Linked DNA regions of Columba livia: region 1 is linked to region 2. The links are chromatin contacts, called in public Hi-C maps. All regions are on one chromosome and are shown on one strand. Each heading gives the region's core, a stretch centred on a gene start, on an enhancer-like site or on the middle of the called end of the contact. The rest is flanking DNA. Distances are from core to core; before and after follow the strand shown.

Evidence for each region. Hi-C and Micro-C count contacts between places; a contact is called where the count stands out from the background.
Region 1: a contact with region 2 is called in a Hi-C map of crop, with 2.1 times the contacts expected there. The contact joins the enhancer-like site here to the promoter of ALG14 in region 2. A contact is called at or near these places in 2 of 2 Hi-C or Micro-C datasets (crop and liver).

Annotation. Positions count from the first base shown.
Region 1 is chr8:23,908,110-23,914,635 of bColLiv1.pat.W.v2, forward strand. It overlaps F3 (coagulation factor III, tissue factor), which reads left to right. Exons shown (of 6, transcript XM_065071111.1): 6 at 1-699. Among named protein-coding and RNA genes, the nearest start is that of F3, 9.4 kb to the left of the region's middle. Within about 2 kb of position 4,927, at least 2 of the 3 cell types and tissues checked have an H3K27ac peak away from gene starts, as active enhancers do.
Region 2 is chr8:23,736,756-23,742,713 of bColLiv1.pat.W.v2, forward strand. ALG14 (ALG14 UDP-N-acetylglucosaminyltransferase subunit) reads left to right here and starts at 4,048. Exons shown (of 3, transcript XM_065071121.1): 1 at 4,048-4,239. The coding sequence starts at 4,113. It overlaps TLCD4 (TLC domain containing 4), which reads right to left and starts at 3,590. Exons shown (of 7, transcript XM_065071118.1): 1 at 3,453-3,590.

The DNA of each region.
Region 1 (6,526 bases), core at 3,677-6,176, 170 kb after region 2:
GCCACTCTGAACATACGGCCTTACTGAGCCAGACTTATGGTACTTGTGAGGGGAAAAAACACTACTTCTGAAAAACATGTGTCCTTTACCTAACTAAAAGGTACACCTGTCTGTTTCTATGAAACAAAACCTGTATTTACCTGAGTTTTAACATTATTAACTGGTGAAATCATCTGTTAGTTCAGATGTGAGGAAGACGCTACTATTATTTCTGCACTTCTTGGATAAAATTAGCTTGGTCCATTTATCTTTGGATATAGGTGAACAAACTGAAACTACTGTACTGGCGACTTTTAAGGAAATCTCTTGAAGTAGGTAGCTGCTATCCATTTGGAAAGCATATCCAGAATACACTACACCTAGAATTATACAGACAGAGTAGTTTGATGGTTCCAAGTAAGTGTTAGAAAAAACACTTTGCAGTTTTTGAGTCAATAGTAACTCACTTCATGCAAGCACTGAGTAGGCAGCAGTATTCACTGCATTTTGAACATTAATTTTAATTAAACAGTTGGTGAATGAGTATTTTATGTGGTATAGATTCAAATTGTCTTGGTGATGGGACCTGGAGGTACTTGCTGCTTTGGCTATTTTAATATTTATTTTATAAATGAGAATCTAATTTTTATACTGGTGATATCTGTATTTATAATGGTAATTTATACTTTTCTAGCAAAATAAAGGTGACTGGGAAAATAAGACTTTCTTTTCTTTTCCTTTTTTTTTTTTTTTTAATGAAGTACAGTATTCATTCCAGAACTAAATTAAAAATACATTTAAGAAATTTATCTTGCAACAGCAATGTGGGCAAACTGCCAGAAGTCTGACCAGCACTCTGCAAAATAGACTATCAGGACACCTATGCCTGTAAGGATAAAGATATGAGAAGCCACAGTTCATCAATGGATGAAAGGTTTTGGAGAGTCCCAAGTCACTTTTCAGCTGTCCGCACATGTGAGCGATTATTCAGTGTTTGCATTCACAGCTTCTCATTCTAATGGAAAGTATCACCGGTGTCTCTTGGATGTGTCACGCAGGGATCCCCACGGTGGTGCCCGTACCGCTTGTGGTACTAATGTTCATTCAAGATGCTATGGGGCCTGGCCCAGAGATGGGAACTGCTGCAACCAATGTTGGTATCAACTGCTGCTGCTAACAATGGTGGTAGGCACAAAAAAAACAAAAAACAACCCATTGAGAGAACAGAAAAAAAAGCATCTTGCATTTGGCACTAATTGGTTGCATCTCTAAACTTTATACAGATCTTAATATACTCATTGCATTTATAGGAAAGAATAACATTATATAAAATCAATATCCAAATCTACCAATTTTTACACAACTGTATTTTATGTTTTTCATTCCTACTGTGTTATAGATACCTTCCTTGTATGGATTAAGGTTCCTGTGAACATGTGAATCTGGTTTATGGGGGCTTTCTTTGTTCTTTAATTCTCCTTTTTACAGAGGGAAGAAAACAAACACCATCATCCTCTCAAAAAGACCCCTGTTTACTTAATATTGTGCAATAAATGCTGATGCATAAGCCTTATATGGAAGAGGAATCTTACAAAAGCAATCAAACAAGAGCTTGTGGGAGTAAACTTTAAAACATTCCAAGGCTGTCATCATCACTTCTCTTCCCTGTGGTGTTCTGCTTCCTCAGCTTCATTCAGTGCCAAGCTGAGAAAAGGGAAGAGCTCACAGGAGAAGAAAAGCCCGTAGGTTACATCAAAGCTTTTATTAAACTAGACCATACAGCTGATTGTCATGAGCTACACAGAATGATATTATAAATCATGCTTCATTACTTAAGAGATTTTTGGTTTGTGCTGAATATGAATGTTGTTTTTATTAAAATAAATAAATAAAGAATGCTCATATAAATGCAAACAAGTGTCTTAAACAACATAAGAATTATCCACTACTGCACAAGTTCTGGAAACCTGAAGTGCTTCTGTTCCCTAGCTGCAGTATGTTACTGTCCAACAATGCTGAGTAACCGGAGTCACGGGGCTCGCAGATCCTATTTCAAAGAGGTTTTTTTGCTGTTTGTGGAGAGAGTTGAGAGACAGGCTTTTTATTGCAAACTTCCGGAAGCATTATCCTTTGAGCCAGGGTACTGAGCCCACGCAAAATATTTTATGCAGGGATTCAGTTTTCTCAGAGTATCAGGGTGGGCAAAAGTTGTTGAATAAAGGGTACTGTCACTAGGAAGAAAGACTAGATCGTATCTACAACACATGTGGCCACTTCAGTACTGTACTGATTCAAGACAGAGCCAGCCACCCAGGGAATCGATGTGAGAGAGGGAAGGCTTTTCCTATGCACCTAAGCTCCCCAGCTTACCTTCCAAGCAGGTTTCTGTAAGCAAGTGTGTTCCTACTGATGCTCCCGATTCCATGTTCTACTTTGCTTCTTGTCATCTCTTGCAGAAGAAGGTATACGGCTATTTCATGTGGATATAACCACTTGTGCAGTTCCCTGATGCAGTACTTGTGCTCTCTCCTTATACAAATGAATAGGTAACACTGCCTACTGTAGCAAGGCACTTTCGTTTCATAGTACTGCTTTAAAACCGCATTCTTCTTCATATGAGTGAATAAAGGCTGGTATTGTTCTGTTACTATTCTGCCAGCCCTAAAAGCATTACAGACAGGAAAATTACTACCATTACTTAAAATGAACAACTGTACAGGACTTCACAAGTGCATATATGATAGATATGGCAGCAAGCAGCTTAGCTAATTTATTTCTAGCAGACTCAGCTTTCCACTGCGAGAATGCTGCTGCTGAGAGGCATGTAATGATAAGAATGTGATTATAAGCTTAACTTGGATCACTAGTTACGTGGCAACTCAGGACAAAGAGTTTCTGCATTAAGTAAGTGAAAATAAACAGCTGTGACAGATCACCTTCTCGGTTTAGTTTTGTAATGCTGATGATTTTGCAGGTTAGTAGTGATTGCTACACAGTTTCAGAACCTTGTAACACACAGGAGTGGGCTTTTGACAGCACCAGACCCAAGAGTCAACAGAGTAGTCTTCTAATTACACAGTATCGATCCACATGGATCGATCCAGGCTTCCCATAGCCTGTGTGTCACTGGGGAACAGAGAACACTTGGTGTTAATGTTTGAGGAAGACAAGAAAAACAAAAAAGAACACCTGCTAGACAGGCCAGAAGCAGGAACCAGCCAGCTGAAAATCTTTCCACAAACATTAGGTGTGGCATTACCCACCATGACCAGTGCTCTCTCACGCAGTCCGCCCATTCCCTTGACAAAGAGAAGCTGTCACAGAAAGCTGCCCTTTCCTTGTGTGCTGGTGTGTCTCCTCCAGCGCTCTATAGCAGGACACTTACAAAAGTTCTGGCCTAATTACCAGGACAGATGTGCTGTGAAACTCCTCTTCCTTCCGCCTTACAATGAGAAGTCTTCCTGCCAGTGAGATCCTTCTGCTGCTTCTGGCGGCATTCGGCCCGTACAGCCCGTTTCTGTACCTCCCACAAGGTCCCTGCAAGAACCTCTTTTCTTGTAATTCCTCAGTTTCTAACTGTAGCTCAGTTAAGCAAGTTCATACAAAGATGTGCCTTGGGGACTATTTCTTCCAGTAAAACCTGCCAGCACCTGGGAATAATGACACAGCCGTGTTCACTGTCTCCAGAGCTTTTACAGTCAGTTCCTGTCTCACATATCCAATTCCAGAAATTGTGCCTGTTTCTCATCTTGTCAAAGTTTGTGCCCTGTTAGTGACATGCTTCAGTGATTTGCTCCTGCAAGAAGCTCACAACATTCTGCTCCTTCCTATTTTTACTGTCTACAGCTTCCCTAGGTCACTGTAACTGGATCAATAACTCCCAGAGCATTTGCTAGCACTGCTCTGAGTGCCTTTCTCTGTGCACTTAATTACCTTTAAATATCAATGTTTTAGTGGCTTCTTTAATTAGCCATGAAGTTGTTAATCTGAACTCAAAGAATATTCACAGTTCCAGATCTCAGCTATCCTCACTGATGTGTTTTCTTCCATTTTTATTTTCAAATTTTCTACCTTATTAGTTCAAGAAATATTTAAACAGCTAAGTACTCAGACATGGATATATTCACAAAACTATTTCATCAAAAGAGGTTAAATCAAAAACCTCCTTCCTCTGAATAGATATTTTCCCAATGAGATCACATGATAGTTTTTTAATTAGTTCTTCAGTAATCACATAACTCAATTAAAAATCTAGTGTAGTGAAGGAGCTGGAATGACAAGTTAGATTTTAAAAATACTCATTATTCCAGACGAAAAAATGGTGTTTGTGTGGGTGTGGGTTTTTTTTGGTTTATTTGTTTTAAAAGAGTACATCCCAGGTTTTCCCTCTGCTGCCTTCATACTTTACCATCTGTTTACACCAAATACATACATCTCCACAGAGATGATAACCGCATTTCCCATCTTTCCATTTTATTCATAACATGATGATGTGCTTCCAGAAAGCACAAAGGGTGCAAACATACCATGGCTTGTCGCTGCTGCAGCTATTGTTAGAGTAGCAGAGCCACAACCAGACCTGCTCCTCCTTTGCTCTTGGCGCTGCCGTTCGGAGCGGGAGTGCTGCAGACACAACCTGCACTCGGTGAGCCGCCTCTCCATCAATTCTGCAGCTGCGCATCTGGCGTTAGGTTTCTTGCGACTACAAAAGGTGACCCCAAGCGGCAAAGCAAGGCATAAGCAGTATGTTAACAATTCAAATTTTCCTAAATGGCTAGTACACAGATATGCAGTTTGAATCCTCATTTCACTACTGGGGATCTTGGGTTATAACAAACCTTGTCTTGTCCTGTTTTAAAGCACCGCTGGAAACAAGGCACAGTTAACAATCCAGCTGGCAGCAACAAGTACTTATTTACCTATTGTTTGCATTATAGTATTAAAGCCCACACAAAACCATACTTCCTTCTCCTGACAAAGTTCTCTTTTAGTCTCAGAAAACTCAGGAGTAGCTCAGAATTAGGAGTTTTTCACATTGAACGTTAAGCTTCTTACCAGATTTTCTTTCCTTGGTATGCTTCAAACAGAAAACAGATTCTTCTTGCTGCCCTTTTAACTCTTAGAAAACAGCCTGAGAACCCCCGAGAAGGGACTGAAGCCTTCTAGGAGCACTAGAAAATGTGTTACAACTGCACACAGCATAAACTGAGCTGTAAAAAGCCAAGTTATGTTGAAGTACAAGCTATGTTTGGAACTGTGATAACTTGCTGTCAGCTGCAGGGAAAAGAAAGGCACGAGTAGGAATAGCTGGAATGCAGCTGTGTTTGTAACGGGCTATTTTGGGCTTTACGTGCTTTGAGTTCTGAGCTTGTCTCAAAAAAGCAACCCAAAAAAAAAGGCATTTGAGGGAATGACCTTCCACTCTAGAGGCACAGACACAAGAATTTGAAACAGGTCACAGGTGAGGGTCCCATGACTCTCAGGCAGGTCACTATACTACACAACAACATCAGGGACAATAAAATACATGAGACATGCACGAACTACTACCATCTGTCAGCCCCGCCTATTCGAGTCCCTTCTATCCCACTGGCATAATGCACCCCAGTGCCTCAGGGGAAGTTTACCAAGGTAACACAAGAAGAATGATTTTCCTGAATACTGAAGCACTAATCTCACACAGCCTTTTCAAAATTCTCTACTTAGTACTACTATAAATACACCTATTCTAATTTAAAAGAAAGGAAAAAAAAGAAAAAACTATTTTAAATTGTTTGTTATCTAGTTAGTATTTGTGGGTTAACAAAAGACAACAATGCCAATGTGTAGATTTGACCTTGGCCCTTAGTTCCTTACTAAGTTCCAAAAAAATTTGCTAATGGTTCCTGGCTTTCCAGACAAGTTCTGTTGCAATACTTTAGATTGCACCCGAGTTTTAAGAAGCCTCCAGCACACACTTTCTTTTTAACCGTTATTTTCCCAAATACATTAGCTTGTCAGGCCTTCTATAGTACTTCTACTATATCTCAGTCTTCTACTAAGTCTGTCACATCCGCAGCTTCTGACACAGCTCTGTTTTTAACTCTGTTGCTTTTGTGCCAATACATTTCCACACTAGAATACCACAATAAAGTAAATAAAGGCTACTTTATTTTGAAGAGCATCTTCACACTACTTACCTTGCTATGATTCACAACAATTAAAATCAGTCGAATGGGGTTTAGTACCTGCTTGCACCAAACTATTCAGTCTAAGGAAATGAAGGGTATATTTGGCTACACAGAAGAATGTCTCTTCAATTATATATGTGGAGTATATTTTCCAGAGCAGTATTCTCCATATTTTCTATAATCAAGTTTAAAAAATTAGCTGTGATATGTGCTGAACTCTGAGGTTATTTTAATGCAAAAAATTTGCTCAGTCATGTAGGTGGAGTTCCCTATTTCTACCCAAGTAAACCAATCTGAGCACTCTTAGTTTTGTCCAGACAGCATTGACCTCATTTTTCCAGTTGTGTTCTATTTTGGTGCAGCATCATCTGTGGATG
Region 2 (5,958 bases), core at 2,798-5,297:
TCTTCCAGAGGCTGCTTGCATTTCTAACATTAAGGAAGAATCAGTCAGAAGTCTTCAGGTTTTCTCTAATCAAATAACATCGTATCACTGCACTTAATGTTTCTAAGAACACTGGAAGCACATAAAAATAATTATTTGTTTTCTGCAGAAAACCAAGTTTAGTTATACAGCATGCCTTGTTTTCCAGATCATGCCTCTTAGGAAATTATCTTGCAGAAAATAAGAAGGGTACTTAGTTACATTCAATACGTGACTGAGGTTTAACATGACAAATGGTTCCACATTACGACTTTTCCAGTAGCGAAGCCTGACTAAGAGGTTCCTGCCCTCTTCCTCACCCAGTGCCTCCTACTATTTTGCTAGTTTACCCCAGCTGTGCTGATGCAACTGTTTGTGGAGCTGCACTCTACACCAAACCAAGGCAAAATGACCTCTTTTAAGAAAACAACAGTACAATCACTCTCATTCATCGGTCTACATTTAGAATTAACAATTAGAAGAAAAAGACAAATTTTAAAATGCCAGTTAAGAGGTCCTGAATATAAGGTGTATGGCAGCTCCATGGAAAGACCCTCTAACAGTTGCAGTTAGGTCACTTAAAAGTGGAATGTCAGGAAGTGAATGATCATCTGATAGCCAAAGCTGCCCACATTTTACTTCAGGGAAAAAAACAACAAAACTTTTGTTTGTATTCCAATTGCAGCCTTTCCTATTGGAGTCAAAATAAACCGAAACTACAAAGACAGCAAGCTTTCCTCAATGCAATTTAGTCCTCACCAGTGTAACTTTCAAAGGAGACATGCACCAGATGTACTAGTAAGCTTTCGCAGAGAATATTCGTATACAGAAAGGACAGCAGCAGGCTTTTCATTGGAACATTGTCTCACAAGCAATAAATGGAAAAAGTACCATACCATCTTACAAACCCCTGGTTTTTCCTATTCAAGAGTTTCAGAGTTTTCTTTTGGACAACAGTGGTTAATTATTTAGAATGAGCATGGATTATTTTTTCTTCAGTACAGAAATTCAAAGCCAACTTTCTGCATCAGTAGCAAAGGTACCAGAGGCAGCCCTTGTAATTACAGCATCTGCATCACTTTCTGAAAAGTGACTTTTCAGGGCAAGTGCACTGCTTCTTCCTCAAACACATTACACATTTACTTGGCAGTATTATCGATTTTACAAACTGGAGAACAGCACTAGCCATTGCCTTCCCAGCAGAAGTCCTATACTTCACCTGCTTTGTCCTATTTAGCTAATGTGACCATGGTGCGCTATACTTTGGGAGAGTTACTGATTTTTCATATTAACTTTCACATGCATGTCTAGTGCTCAGAATATTCTCAAGGCACTTGGCAGATGGGAATCAATCACCAAGCACGCAAGGCAGCTGAATGACAGCAACCTGCTTGTTCCATGACTCTTACAGTTCTTGGACTGAAGTCACCCTGGTCCAGAACAGGGAGTTACCTGATGAAAAACCACAAATACACCCATGTCCTACTGAGAAAAGACATAATTAGCAGTGTTGTACTGCAAATGGGATCTTCACAGGCTCTACTCAATTTTCACAAAGGGAAAAAAATCTGCAAAACTTTACAGCAACTAGGTTGCAGGCTGTTGTTTCAGCCTTTAAATAGTTATTTTAACAGTCTCACCAAACTCTGACTCTTCCCTCAAGCCTCGCAATCTGCTGTGGAAACTACTAGAAAGCTATATTCCTTATTCAAGCAGAATTCCCAATGAGTAAGAAAGCATTTGTTATAGGACTTTGAGGCAAACTCACTGTTTAGCTTTTTAGACTCCTTAAAAGTCAGACTCTTTGCTCTGCTTCCAAAGAACTGTCAGATCCTCAGTTTCCTAGTCCAAAGAACAAGTATTTCTCTGTATGCATCGCTCTTATTTTTTCCTCTTGTTTTCAAACAACCTGCCTAGCAAAAAAAAAATCCCCACCCTTCCAACTTTGCTGGTTTTAGGTCAGTTTCTCATTAATTTCACCAAACAGCCTTACAGAAGAATTGGGTACAAGAAGGGGAAGTACGTACATACTGAAGAAATAACATGAAAAGCAGAAAATACATTGAAGTTTTTTACATCACTCTCAGCTACTGACTCCAGGATTGTTTCTCTGAATAAAATGCCCAATAAAAAAAGTGGTTCTTTTACACTTCTTACGGTGGGTTTAAAAAAAAAAAAGGCAAAGGAACGATATAAAAAAGCCTTGAGAAAAATTCCTTAAAATAAACAGATTGCTAGCTACACCCCCTGTGGCAACCTGGGATACATTCTACATCAATGGTATTATTTTCACTGAAGAAGGTGAAATGGGAGAAAGATCACCATAGACAAAATTAGTATTTAAATAGCCTATAGAACTTACTGTCTTGTTTTAACATAGTTTATTTTTTGAAAAAGGACCATGGTGCATTCTTCCTTTTTCTTCTGTAATTTAGAGATTTTCATCTCTATTGTCCCTAATTATTAGGTTTAGGTAGCTAATTAAGTTGAAAGCAGAATGAATTTTTGAAATTCATGCATCGTCAACAGAACTATTAATGTAAACCTTGTTGTTTCCGAATGTCAACAATGATTAAGCAGTGAGGATTTTTTTTGTGAGGTTACTCATTTGGGTGGAAGACCTTACCATGGTCATTCTTTTTAATAGTCTCTTCTTAAAACAAGTGCAAAATTACATGTTGCACTGATGCAAAGAAACCCAAAACATAATCTGTAGAACTGAGACACAAATCAACAAGATTCACTTTACTTCAGATCCTAAAATGGCAAAGGGTAGCTGAAAAGTATATCTTTTACTTGTAAGTTATGTAATAATCACTGTAATCCATGCCTGGCACAAGTTTTTGTTAAAAATCAGAAAGAAATATTCAGCTTCCAAGGCTGGCAGGGATACAAAAAGTCCAACTTGTTCAGAATAAGCAAAAGGAAGAAAAACAGCCAGAGAAACCATGGCAGACAGACACAGAATCACAATGTGTTAGATCTATTGTGTTTGTGCACTTGAGGTGTAAGTGCACTGCTGTTGTGTTTCCTACGCTTGACAAGTCACTCCAAAAAGTTCTAGAATTCATTGATCCTGACTCATAGGCCAAGAGGAAGGTCTTGTCCCCGCCACATAATTTAAGGACAACAACAAACAAAAGGTACTGTTTCCTGATCATAAAATGTGGTGTCATTCTCTTTCCAGCAAACACACATCTCATCTGAGATTAGTCCCGTGGCTGAATCATCACAACCTCCCCAACAAAGACCAGATGCTGACAGAGGTGAAAAGAGTGCTGATCTGGTGTTCCACACTTCTCGCTGAAATAAAAACCTAGAGTATTAAAACGAATGAAAACAAGAGTTATGAGAGGCCGCGAAATATTAATATGCTTCATTTTACGCATTATTGTCGGCTATGTAAAATAATAGCTCCATGTACACAAGCATACCTGGCTAGCGCTCATGCCTGTGTGCGCTTGCGGGTTCCTGCAGGAATCTGTACGGGCCCGGGGGCCGCAGGACTGCTCCAGTGCGTCTCTGGGTTTTAGAGCGGTCAGGTCTCGCTGCAGCCCGTGCAGCACAGGGACAGGGGACAGGCCCCGCAGCAGCACTGACCGCACCGGCCCGTTCCCCGCCCGGCCCCGGTCCCCACGGGAACGCTCCGGAACCCCCGGGCTCGCCGGGCAGCAGCTGACGCGGTGCAGCCGGTTTCTGCTGTTCCCGCGGACAAGGGGCAGCTCTCGTCACACACGCCCCGCAGCACAGACCTGCCATTGCCACACTCGGGAAGCGTCTCACACTTTATTACCGCGAACACGCACCACACGCCCGAGGGCAACCGCTCAGCCCCGCTCAGGCGGCGAGACCAGGTGACAGCGTCCCCCAGTCCAGCCCTGGGCCGCCGCCGGCCCCTCAGCGGCCGCTGCCTGTCCCGCCGGGCTGGCCCAGCCCAGCCTGCTGCACCGCGGGCCGCTAGCCCGGCGCCACCACAGCGCTTGTGCAGCGGCGCTACAGCAGCGGCCGGAGACGCGGGGAGATTTGAGCCCCACCGGCTGCCGTACGCCGGGAGGTGCTTCCGCGGACAGCGGCGGGACGGCCCCGGCCGCGCCATGGAGCCCTTACTGCCTGTCGCCCTCCTCCTTCTCCTCTTGCTGCTCGTCCCATTGGCGTTGCTGGCGAGGAGGCCCCGCAGCCTGCGGACACCGCCCCTCAGGCTCCTGGTGGTGGCCGGCTCCGGTGAGTAGGGGTTGCCGCCAGCGGGAGAGGATGGCTCCGCAGAGCGCCAGCGCAGGGCTCCAGGAACTACGGGTCCCGGCATGCAGCGCGGAGCGAGGGCGCAGGCGGCGCTCGCCAGCGTGTCCTGGTGCATGCCGGGAATTGTAGTCGCGCTGGCGGTTCCGCAGCAGCGGGTGGGGGCGGCCGTGTGTCGGGAGCCGCTGCCCGGGCCGACACCGCTGCGCCCGGGCCCCACCCGTGCGGGTCGGGGGCCCTCGAGGCCGCCACCTGTCTTGGGGCGTTTTAGTTCTTAATTTGAACAATTGTTAAGGTTCATCTTTATTTCTCATCCGTATCTATGTCTGACAGTTCGGTTTCTGAACCTTCAGGCGGCACATGCGTTTCATTAATAAATGTATTGACTAAAACTGATGCAGGACAGACCTGTGCAGCTGTCTGGTCTTCTGACAGAAAATGATGGATGGCGATTCGGGGCAAGGTTTTTCAAAGATTGGTACAACCCCCACAAACGTGGCATTTTGTAAGAATTTTATCCAAACCACGTCTCTTTTGTTTACTCACAAGGGTCTCATGTGCGTCTGTCAGAGGCAGCTCTGTTGTCCGCACGTGTCACCACACACTAAGGGGACACACACATCTGCTACTCCTTGTGACCTTGCTGAAGTTGCAGGGCAATTCATTTCCCCCCAAAATGAGGCTACCTTGAAAATTTGTAGTTGCCAAATCCAGGCAGAAACTTTGATTTCATCACCTCAGTACCCCTGTGGTTTTTGCACACTGACTAATTGAGTAATAATCCCAGGTCTTCAGCAATCTGAGTTTGACTGGCGGTTTTACAACTTTTCAGGTCATCTTTACCTCCAGTAGGACCGGGAACATGCTTGTTTTCCTTCAGTCCCATGGAATCTAGTTTGTACATACTAAAAAGTACCATCGCTATACATAAGCATTCCAAGTGAAATAATTCCTAAGTCAGTTAGGATCGATGTAATGTTTAAGCTTATTCTTTGAGGCTTCTTGGAAGTTTGAATATCCTGCTCTTCTGTGAATACTCAGATGATTGCATTAAAATTTGTGAAAGCTTCAACAAGATTGCTCATGAGGCAATCCTTCCAAAAATATTTGAAAAATACTGCATGGAATTCTGTGGAAAGGCGTCAAACTCTCATGCCTGGTGCAGCAGCACAGCTTAGCAGGTATTTGCCAGTCAAGAGCGTCTGACTTGTGGAGCAAAGGTCTCTTACGAGGATAACGGCCCTGGGCAGCAGGGTGTAGCAGAAATACTTTTGCTTTACTGTTTTGGTTTGCAGCTTCCAGCAGAGTGAAAAGTAACACATCCGAGAAACATTTATGCACACACTTACAGGTAGAATTTGATGTTAAGCTGATCTAGCCTAACAGATAAAAGGTGAGCCAGCTCTACCCACACACACCATCTTCCCTCTCTCTTCATCCACTGTTACAAGTATTCCTATAACTTTGGTTCAGGAAACTCAACTGACAAAAAAATATTAACCCCGCTCCCCAAAACCGCAAAAAGTACACCCTCCCCTTCTCTCCAGTTCAGTGCCAGATTAGCTCCTGGAACAAGGTGACCTTGCACTGAAGAGGTTGCAACACCCATTCAAGGGCAGCAGTTAACACGCTTGGCTGGAGCTGCGCTGTTGATTCCATAAGCACCTGGCCTTTACGCTGGCATGGCTGTGGAGTGGAATTGCT